Linked DNA regions of Sus scrofa: region 1 is linked to region 2. Evidence: chromatin contacts called from public HiChIP or PLAC-seq data. All regions are on one chromosome and are shown on one strand. Each heading gives the region's core, a stretch centred on a gene start, on an enhancer-like site or on the middle of the called end of the contact. The rest is flanking DNA. Distances are from core to core; before and after follow the strand shown.

What was found. HiChIP or PLAC-seq counts read pairs in DNA pulled down with a chosen protein or histone mark.
Region 1: an H3K27ac HiChIP or PLAC-seq map of skeletal muscle shows a contact between it and region 2. The contact joins two enhancer-like sites. A contact is called at or near these places in 18 of 47 Hi-C or Micro-C datasets (adipocytes, alveolar macrophages, brain and 10 more) and 2 of 2 datasets of contacts at active chromatin or transcription factors (alveolar macrophages and skeletal muscle).

The regions. Positions count from the first base shown.
Region 1 is chr5:47,702,987-47,708,279 of Sscrofa11.1, forward strand. LOC106509230 (a long non-coding RNA gene) reads left to right here. Exons shown (of 3, transcript XR_002344069.1): 2 at 818-898; 3 at 1,872-3,141. Among named protein-coding and RNA genes, the nearest start is that of BHLHE41, 18 kb to the left of the region's middle. Within about 2 kb of position 2,190, at least 10 of the 83 cell types and tissues checked have an H3K27ac peak or open chromatin away from gene starts, as enhancers often do. A contact at or near this core is called in omental adipose tissue, retroperitoneal adipose tissue and skeletal muscle, where this site is marked.
Region 2 is chr5:47,055,775-47,060,978 of Sscrofa11.1, forward strand. The region is part of intron 10 of ITPR2 (inositol 1,4,5-trisphosphate receptor type 2); the gene reads left to right. Among named protein-coding and RNA genes, the nearest start is that of ITPR2, 120 kb to the left of the region's middle. Within about 2 kb of position 3,752, at least 5 of the 83 cell types and tissues checked have an H3K27ac peak or open chromatin away from gene starts, as enhancers often do. A contact at or near this core is called in omental adipose tissue, retroperitoneal adipose tissue and skeletal muscle, where this site is marked.

The DNA.
Region 1 (5,293 bases), core at 940-3,439, 650 kb after region 2:
TTATTTGCGTTTCATCTGTTTAAAATTATTTCATAAATAACGTCATTCTTATTTTTATTTTGACAAGCTATTTTAACCTGCTGGTTTCCTTTTACATTTTATTTTCTTGTCCTCATCTTTATTCAGCTTATTTAATAGTCCATGTTGTCGTTCTGCCTTATGAGTCTTTATAATTCTGGTTGAAAATTTTCCCTGACTCTTCCTTTAAGATTTCCTTATTTCCCAATTTTCAGCTTTTAATTGGTTTTAAGTCTTTCACAATCTTTTGGCATCACATTTTAGTCTTTATTCTCTTTTCCCTTCCTTTTTGGTACTGTACCTTGTCTACATTTTCTCTTGTTTATCATCTGTCCAACATGGAAAATAAGAAAACTTCTCTGCCCCGCCTCTCTTTCTGACAATCATTACTGTAAATACACCATTTTTTTGGCATTAATTGCTTTTTGACACAGCACTCTGTGCAAGCTTTATTTTCATATCATATATTTTTAAACCTGTTTTTTGATTGTTTTAATTAAATTTTTTTTTTTTTTTTTTTTTTTTTTTTTTTTTTTTTTTTTTTTTTTTGCTTGCAAGTAACAAACTCTTTCCAATTACCTCCATTTGTGGGCATTTGATTGTAAGACTAATGTGCACAAGAGGAAACAGGCATCTCAGCCACTGTGGAGGCCGGGCATCATGCCAGTCCTATGGGGCCTCCTCAGAAAGCTGGAACTGTTTGGCTTTGGTTACTAGAACAGCACCACCACCCACAAGTTCAGAAAGAAACGAAATATCAGTGTGGGAATCTTCTTCTATTCTTTGTTAATTCCTCCAGCCTAACTAAATGAATTTCAAAGAAGAGAATCAGATGGACATCCAGGAAGAAGAAACAAGCCACCCCAAAGGGGAAAAAGAGGTAAAAGTTCGGGTAGTTCCAGATTCCTCCATAGCAATATTCACTGCAAAAGACAGAGTGCCCAGAGGTGTGGTACATGAACCAGCAGCCTTGGGATTACTTGGGAACTTATTAGGAATGCAGGATTTCAGTTGCCATTCCATAGCTGCCATTGAATCAGGATCTGCAGTTGACCAGATTTTCAAGATAATTCATAGGCTACTTCTTTGAACTCTGCTTGTAACTCTCCTTGGCCTCCCCCACCACCCCTACCCCTCCAAGAAAGCCTGTTGCTGTAATTACTTTGAGATTGGAGATATTTAAATATATGCAAATTTGAACCACTTGAGTTTTTTAAAACCAAAACAAAATGAAAACAAAAACAAATCACTGTTGTGTAGATCATGCTCTCAGAAAACTTGTTTGAATTGGTCCAGGAGGATGGCCAGAAGTTAGTTGTTTTTCAGAAGCTCCCAAGGTCATTCCACATGCAGCTAAGGTTGAGAATCACTAAACCAAGGAAAACCAAATCCATGAACCCTTCTTGAAAAAATTACTGAAAAATGGACACCAGGTAACAAATGAATCAAAATAAAGAGTTCAGGAATGAAGGGGCTGCAGTGAGATAATTATTGAATTAAATAACAAATAAATTACTTGGAATTTTTGTTAAATAGTATAATAATTGGAATTCTAGAAGACAAACATGCTATTGTGTACCCCTTAAATTTCCACTTATGTTGGAGCTCTCTTGTGATGCAGGGGGTTTACGATCTGGCATTGTTACTGCAGCGGCTCTGGTTCCTGCATTCTGATTCTGGTTCTGATTCCTGGCCCAGGTACCTCTACATGCCTCTGGTGTGGAAGAAAAAATGTTTTCTACTTCTGTTTGGTGCACTTTCTCACCAAATCCACTGTTCTGGGTTTTCTATCATTTATTCTCAGGGGTTCACATAAGTGACTACTGTTTCTTTTGTCATCTCATCCCTGGCAGGCTCGTCTTCAGCTGGAGACTTGACAGTGAAAATGGTACTCACCTTGCCAGTCTGCTCTGGGTTTCTAAAAGAGAGACAGAGGTGTGGAATAGAAGACCAGGGGAAGCCTTGTGATACTGGACCAGAATTAGAGGTATTAGTATGATGATATTTATATGAACTGCATAGCTCCTGCCTGTTGGGGGCCCTGCCTTGAAGACTCCAGCTGCCCCCACCTCTGATCTCCTCCTCCTTAGCTCAGAGGGACTGCCGTTCTCTGCTTGGATTCCAGATTGCTACACTGCAGTCAGGAAATTTTCCCCAGGCAGAGAGCCAGGATGTCATGAGGCTCACCTCTTAGGTTTCCCTGCCTTCTGGGATTGATTGCAGGCTTGCGTTGCTTACTCTGTGCTGTGTTGCTGCTTCTCCGATGTCTGAAAACACTTGCCTTAGACATTCTCTGTAGTTTTATAGTTAGGAGTACCAGATCCTCCATTATAGACAAAAGCAGAAATGCTGAGCTATATATTTGATAACAGTGTTATACTAATGTTAAAGGCCCTGAAATTGATCATCACAGCGTGGTTATAAAAGAACTCCTTATTCTTAGGATATACATGCCAGAGGACTTGAGGTAAAGTTGTCTACAACTTACTCTGAAATGGTTTGGTCAAAATAATAATATTGCTACATTGCAAATAGTAATATTACATAGATTTGTAGAGAGAGCAAGAGAGAGATTGATAAAATATGTATGAAAAATGCTGTTGGGGCAAGTCTAGATGAAGCATCACACTATTTTTGTTAACTTTTGTAGACGTTTGAAATGTTTTTAAAAGAAATAATAAACAAAACATTTCCTTGAGTAGAGACTGGGCTTAGAAGTCACATCCGAAGTTAGTATGGAAAGAAAAAATAGTAACTTTATTGTGAAGAAACCTGGCAACACCTCCTTAACTAATTTGTCAGGATTAACATCACCAGTTGTAAGGCATGTTGATGCCATGTACACTGCTGATAGTAGGTGATGAGCAGATTTTCTTACTCAAAATGTATATATAACCTAAATTAAAAACTAATGGGGATCCTTAAATACACTTTTCCTTAAATACCTTTTCAAATTGGGTAAATATTAGTCATTTCATTTATGTCTACCTAATTTAAGTAGCCTCTGTCTCTAGAGATATGATGGTGATATGTGTGTATTTATCAACTTTATTCTAATTTTTAAAAAAATTCTATGGGAGTTCCCTTCATGGCTCAGGGGTTAACGATCCGGATTAGGATCTATAAGGGTGTGGGTTCGATCCCTGGCCTCAGTCAGTGGATTAAGGATCCGATGTTGCTGTGAGCTGTGGTGTATATAGGTTGCAGACACAGCTCAGATCCTTAGTTGCTATGGCTGTGGTGTAGGCCAGCAGCTGCAGCTCTGATTCGACCCCTAGCCTGAGAACCTCATGTGCCATGGGTGCAGCCCTAAAAAGCATAAATAAATAAATAAATAAATAAATTCTATTGCTGCTGACTTACAATGTTGTGTTAATTTCTGCTATACAACAATGTGACAAAGTGATTCAGTTATACATATACACATATTCATTCCCATATACATTATCACAGAATATTGAGTAGATTTCCCTGTGCTTTATAGCAGGTCCCCATTGACCATCCATTCCATATACGGTAGTGTGCGTATGCCAATCCCAAACTCCCAATCCATCCCTTCCAACTTTATTCTAATTTTAGAGTCCAGAGAAATTCATGACATTGAGAAAGTAGATGCTCAGGCCACTGGCCCCCATTACCCAGCCCCATTCACCAGAGTGATAGTTTGGATCACCCTCACTGTAAGGCTCCTTTACCTGCTGGTGAAGGTCCATTATCGTACAGTTGACCTGGATGGAATGCAGGTTGCCCAGTTGCAAGGAACTGATTATCTGGCTGATGAGCTGGCTTGCCACAGTTCTGGCCACTTTGAAGGTCAGTGTGGCTCTATTCCTTTATAACCCAGTAAATCCTCTGACACCTGCCTATGGAGACTGGTATTCCTTTCTTGGGAAGTTGGTTGTGGTAAGAACCCTGATGTGCTGGTCTTCCTCACAGGGGTCGGCATCAACCTGCAAGACATCTAGAATTTCAACATTCAACTTCCCTCCCCATATTTATGGCTTTAGTCATTTTTTTTTCTTTATGGCTATTGGGGAATATATATTTTGGCAGAGGTAAATGTGTATTACCTGTCTTTATACCTGCCAATCTCCAAAGCATCATTACCAAGTATCAAAGGCCATATATCAGGAATCTTTTTCCTTCGGTTTGATCTAGGTTTACAGTAAGCTGTGTTTTTCTCAAACATTGATAGTTTCTGCCCAAAGCACACATGGTTGGTTTGGAGTACTGCACCCCTTTCCTCTCACGGTGGGAGAATTATGTGCTCTCTGGCTCATACAGAGAACAAAGTAATTGAACCAGTGTAGGACAAAAATAATGTCTCCTAAATTCTAATTTCGAAATTTCCCTGAATGTCTTCACTTAGAATACTTCTTTTTTTTTTTTTGTCTTTTTGTCATTTCTTGGGCTGCTCCCACGGCATATGGAGGTTCCCAGACTAGGGGTCAAATCGGAGCTGTAGCCACTGCAACGCGGGATCTGAGCCGCGTCTGCAACCTACGCCACAGCTCACGGCAACGCTGGATCCTTAACCCACCGAGCAAGGCCAGGGAACGAACCTGTAACCTCCTGGTTCCTAGTCGGATTCCTTAACCACTGAGCCACAACGGGAACTCCCACTTAGAATACTTCTGATGTGTTTCCCTTTCTTGTTTCCGCTTGTGAAATTTTATTGACCATATTGACAACAAGTGTGGGCTCTTGGGTTTTGGCTAATAGTTAATCTAGATGTCCCTGCTGCCTAGCACCATGCCTAGCATTCAGTAAATATATTTTTTTTATTTATTTATTTTTTAGTGTCACTCCCTGACACATGAAAGTTCCCAGGCGAGGGGTCGAATTGGAGCTGTAGCCACTGGCCTATAACCACAGCCACACCAACCTGGCCATGTCTGCGACCAGGGGGAGGCCAGGTATTGAACCCATGTCTTCATGGATACTAGTCGAGTTTGTTACTGCTGAGCCACAGTGGGAATTCCTCAGTAAATATTTTTAGAATCAATTTGTTCAACCCTCCATTCATTCCCTCATAAGATGAATGGCCCCTCTAAATTTTAAATTTCTCTTATACTGGAAATAGGTAAAATTTGGTGGTATTGACAATATATATGTAGTTGAGAAAAGCATCACATTACCTTTTACTTCATGGGTTGAAAATATTTTTGAAGGAGTTTTATGTTGTAAGACTACTATACTCTTCATTTATTATAAATTGATAATAAATTAATTAGGGAATGTTAAATTAATTCTACAGTTGAGCCTAAAGGGATAA
Region 2 (5,204 bases), core at 2,502-5,001:
TGTCGCCCAGACAATTTCAGGCTGATCTCTGTGGTCTCTTTCACTGGTGGTGGTTTTTGTCGTTCAAACCATTGGAGAGGAAATGGCTTTTTTCTCTGAGACATTGAACTATCCTAAAATTGTCAAGAAAAATGGTAAAAACATATAAAGGTCTTTTCTTTCTCCACTAAATGCATGTTAACAGTCACGTAGAATGAAGGGTGGGTAGAAATAACAGTACAGAAGTTTTAGAAATGATTTAAAGTTTGGCTATCTAGTTTAAAATTAATTTTGAAAATATTTATTTTAATTTTTATAATTTTATAAATGTATTAATTTATTTACAGTGTTAAATAGTATGAGTTTTAAATTAATATTCATTAATTAGTATTAATTTTTCCCACAATTTCCCCCTTTCATTTTTTTATCAAATATTCTTTTCTTCAAACTCTTTGAGCATGGTTTGGCTCTCATGTTCTATTGTGTCCATCAGGAGCATATTGGCTTGTTGGGGAGGGGGTCTCAGTTGCTTTGTTAGGGCAGTTTCTATTAATCCTTGAATAAGTCCCCTGGCACAAGGAATTATACAACATGCAACTAAGACAAGGACACTAACTACAACAGTTAGAGGGGTAAAGATTGAAGCTATTAGTCCCTTCCATTTTCCAAACCAATTTTCTAAAAGGTCTGTGAAGGGGTCTTTAATACCAGAATTCTCTGAAAGCTCATCTGCTAAGGTTGTTAATCCATGTCGGGCCTTGGGGATGGTGCCGTCTGGGGTGGTGTTGATGGGAATGAAGATACAGCACTGGCTACCAGTCATTACACAGACTCCACCCTTTTCTGCCAGCATCATGTCTAAAGCAAGTCTGTTTTCCCATGCCATTTGAATAGTTGGCCCTAGCTGTTCAGCTGTTTCTTTAATGGCATCTCTAGTGTAATTATGACTCTTTGTGGATTGTAATAGATGTAGTTTATCCAATCAACATTTCTGTTTATGGTTATGTTATGATCACCAAAAGAGAACAGATTCAAACCCAGCAGCTACCTGATTTCTTGCCCTAAATTTGTTTGGAACACTCCGTAGAACACCTATTGAGTCAATATAGACTTGGGGGGTCAAAGGACAGCCCCCTCCCGGGATGATGTCTCATTCCCTCAGGATTGGCTGAGTTTGAGATTGGGGCCTAAATGCCAGGGTGAAAGGGATGGCCAGTTGCACCAAATAATATTAATTTAATATTTATTTATATTTTATTTGTATTTAATATTATTTGTATTAATTTACTTTTTTCTTACTTTTTTTGATCACATCTGAAACATGTGGACGTTCCTGGGCCAGGGATCAAACCTGAGTCACAGCTAATATCAGAGCCACAGTAGAGACACCGTCAGATCCTTAATCTACTGAGCCAGGAGGGAACTCCTAAATTTTCTTTTTACTGAAGTATGTTTGATTTACAACATTGTGTTAGTTTCAGGTGTATAGCAAAGTGATTCAGTTACACACATGCACACACATTTCTATTATAGTCGATTTACAATGCTCTGTCAATTTCCGCTGTACAGCAAAGTGACCCAGTCATACGTGTATATATATATGTATATGTTGGGGAAATGGCTCAGATCGTCAATTTTGGAAAATGAGACACATGAACATGGGGAGATCTCAACAAGGCTCTTTACTTCTGCAGAAGGGCGTGGGTACTCAAAAAGCATGTGCAAAGAAGAAAAGACCCTCCTTATTTATTTATTTTTTTTTGCCATTTCTTGGGCCGCGCCCGCGGCATATGGAGTTTCCCAGGCTAGGGGTCTAATCAGAGATGTAGCCGCCAGCCTATACCACAGCCACAGCAATGCAGGATCCAAGCCACGTCTGTAACCTACACCACAGCTCATGGCAATGCTGGATCCTAAACCCACTGAGCAAGGCCAGGGATCGAACCTGCAACCTCATGGTTCCTAGTCGGATTCGTTAACCACTGCGCCACGACGGGAACTCCAAGACCCTCCCTATTTATCCCTAATGCAGATGATATACCTATCCCCTTCCCATTGGTCAGGTCAGGGCACACATTCTTCTTGGTTGGCTAATTTGAAACAAATTGCCACTGGGAGAAGATGGAAAGAGGAGGGGGTTGCAGGAGGGCGTTTCAGCCAAAACCGGAGCAAAATGGAGGAACCAAGATTTCCTTTGATAGAAAAAACATTATGTTACTTTACATACACACACACACACACACACACACACGCATATATGTTCTTTTTCTCACATTATCCTCCATCATGTTCCATTACAAGTGACTAGATATCCTTCCTTGTGCTGTACAGCAGGATCTCATTGCTTATCTGCTCCAAATGCAATAGTTTGCATCTACTAACCCCAAATTCCCAGTCCATCCCACCCCATCCCCCTCCCCCTTGGCAACCACAAGGCTGTTCTCCAAGTCCATGAGTTTTTTCTTTTCTATAGAGAGGTTCATTTATGTCACATATTAGATTAGAGAAAGAAAATATCATATGGTATTTGTCTTTCTCTTTCTGACTTATTTCACCTAGTGTGAAAGTCTTCAGTTCCATCCATGTTGCTGCAAGTGGCATTTTATTCTTTTTCATCGCCGAGTAGTATTCCATTGTGTATATATACCACATCTTCGTTCATCTGTCAATGGACATTTAGGTTGTTTCCATGTCTTGGCTATTGTGAATAGTGCTGCAATGAACATAGGGGTGCATGTATCTTTTTTCGATGAAAGTTTTGTCCAGATATGTGCCCAGAAAAAAACAGAATTTTTGGTCTCAGAGTTTTTGGTATTACTTATCTACCTTTGGTTTTGGATGTGAGGGAGGGTAAGGGAGTGGGGGTGGGGAAGTGATGAGAAAAAGGTTGTGGAAACACAAAGTTTCTATAAACATGCTAACCCTAAAATAGAACTCAACCCCATGACCCTCTCCATTATGTTAATCTGTGATAATTTTCTTTATAGTACTTCCCACTGTCTCACTTATTGTGTGTTTTATTTTATTGACGTTCTCTGTCAGAATGAACACTCCACAAAGGCAGGTTTTTTATTTTTTATTTGTTTTTTGTAACATTACCACTGTGTCCCCAGCACCTCGGACAGTGCCTAATACTTAAAAAGCATTTGGTGACTATTTTTGAATGAACAAATTGAATACGAAGAAACTATTCAGTCTTCTATAAACTTAGAGGATGGGAAGAAGAAAAATTTGAAATTTATATACTTGGGCAAATTAATCTCACTAAGTTCCCATTTCCTCCCCCTGGAAAATGAAGATAATCACAATGCTTGTGTAATAAGACTATTAAGAGAATGAAATGAGGTCAAGTGCTTGGCATGATGTGTAATCATTGTAAACATCTGGTAAGGGATGCCAGCATGACTAATTTTATTAGATGATAAATAGAGATGGTCCTTACTTTTAAAAATATCTGACTCATTTTTAGTGAATCCACTCAATGAAATGAAATAGAGCTTTGCAATTTATGGGCTGTTTATACCATGAATGTTCTGAAGGGACGTCTTTGAAGAAGTAGCTCTTTGAAAAATTAAGCAGTAAGGTAGAGAATCTTGTCTGAATTAAGACTTAGAAGTCTACTGGATATTCTATAAAAGACTAGAAATTAGAATTAAAATTCTCTTGGGAATGGTAGAAAATTCTACCTTTGGAAGAGGATGCAATGAAGGTATAGGGAAGGGTATCTCCTTGATGGATGAGTAAGGCAGATTGGGAAGAAGTGAAGTATGTTCAGGCAATGAGGACAAGGAGCTGTGTGGCCTCATACAAACTAGTGTCATGTGGCTAATTCATGTGTTATCACACATAAGATGTGTGTGAGTTTGGAAGTGATGCTTGAAGGTGAGAGGGGAGTAGTGGAGCTAGAAAGGTCGGGCTGCTGGTTTTTTCAGACCATAAATATTAAGCCAAGGAGAATGGGTTTTATCTTTAACAGAAAGAGCAGGGTACTAAGGAATTTCTGTTCAAAGAGGACCACTCCAGAGTGGCACTGGAGTGTCACCACCAGTGACATGTTGACTACTGGAAATTAATGTTCTTAAAATTAAGTAAAATTAGAAAGACCGGCAGCCTGAGAAGTGAGAGAAGCAGCTGGAAGGTCAAATGGGCTGAGTCACAGATGCCAAGCAAGGGAAGATAGAGTTTCAGTACGAAGGGAGTGTGCCCGAAAAGGTCAAGAACAAAATGTCTTTACAGCATTTGGCAAGAACATGATTATCTGTGACTTCGCTGAGAGCGTTTTTTAGTGGAAACTAGAACGCAGTGGGGTGGAGGAAGGATCAGGAAGTGGAAGGAAGTGTGGACAGAGTTTTAGTATAATAATGGCTGCAAAAGGGGAGAAACAGTAATAAAAGGAGTGGAAGAGTCCTATTAGATTTTTATAAAGTATTTTTTATTTTATTTTTTACTGTAGATGTTTTTATTATGCTAAAATATGCATGACATAAGCCTCACCTTTTCAGCAATTTAAAAAAAATTTATATTTATTTTTTCGCTATAGCTAGTTTACAGTGTTCTGTCAATTTTCTACTGTACAGCATGTAGACCCAGTTACACATACATGTATAGATCCATCCGAAGTGATTATGATTTTTATAAAGTTTTTTTAAAATGTAAGATGGCTGAGCTGTTTGGGTGTGAAAGGGAGGACCCTATCAGAGGGCAGGATTTGGTAGCATATTACTCTCCCCCCTGCCCCCAGCTTTTCCACTCTCAACACACCTATTTGTAATTTGGAATATTAATTTAATATGCTTGAGGCATTCTTGGGAAATTGGATGATGTAATTCTTGAATTGCCTTTGCATTTGTGGTGTTTATATTGGCCAGAGTGGCAAAGAGAGTTTAGTGCAATGGGAAGAAAAGCCCCAAGTATACATACACTCACAATCTCTCTGCCTTTAAGCAGATTTTTAAGCTTTCTGAAGCCCAGTTCCCTTGTGTGTAAAAAAGGTGACAATATCTGTTCTATGGGATTGGTAGCAATTAAAGAATATGTGAGTTTTCAGCGCCTTGTACATAGAAGGTATTTGGGAAGGGTTAAGTCCCTTCACTTTCAATGGGAGGAAGGGGACAGAAAATGTGAAGTAGTGTTTATTATTATTATTATTATCAATTATTATTTTAAAACTTATTTTTATTATTTTTGTTATCCAGAACTGGTATTTCTTTGTCAGTCAGGTGACT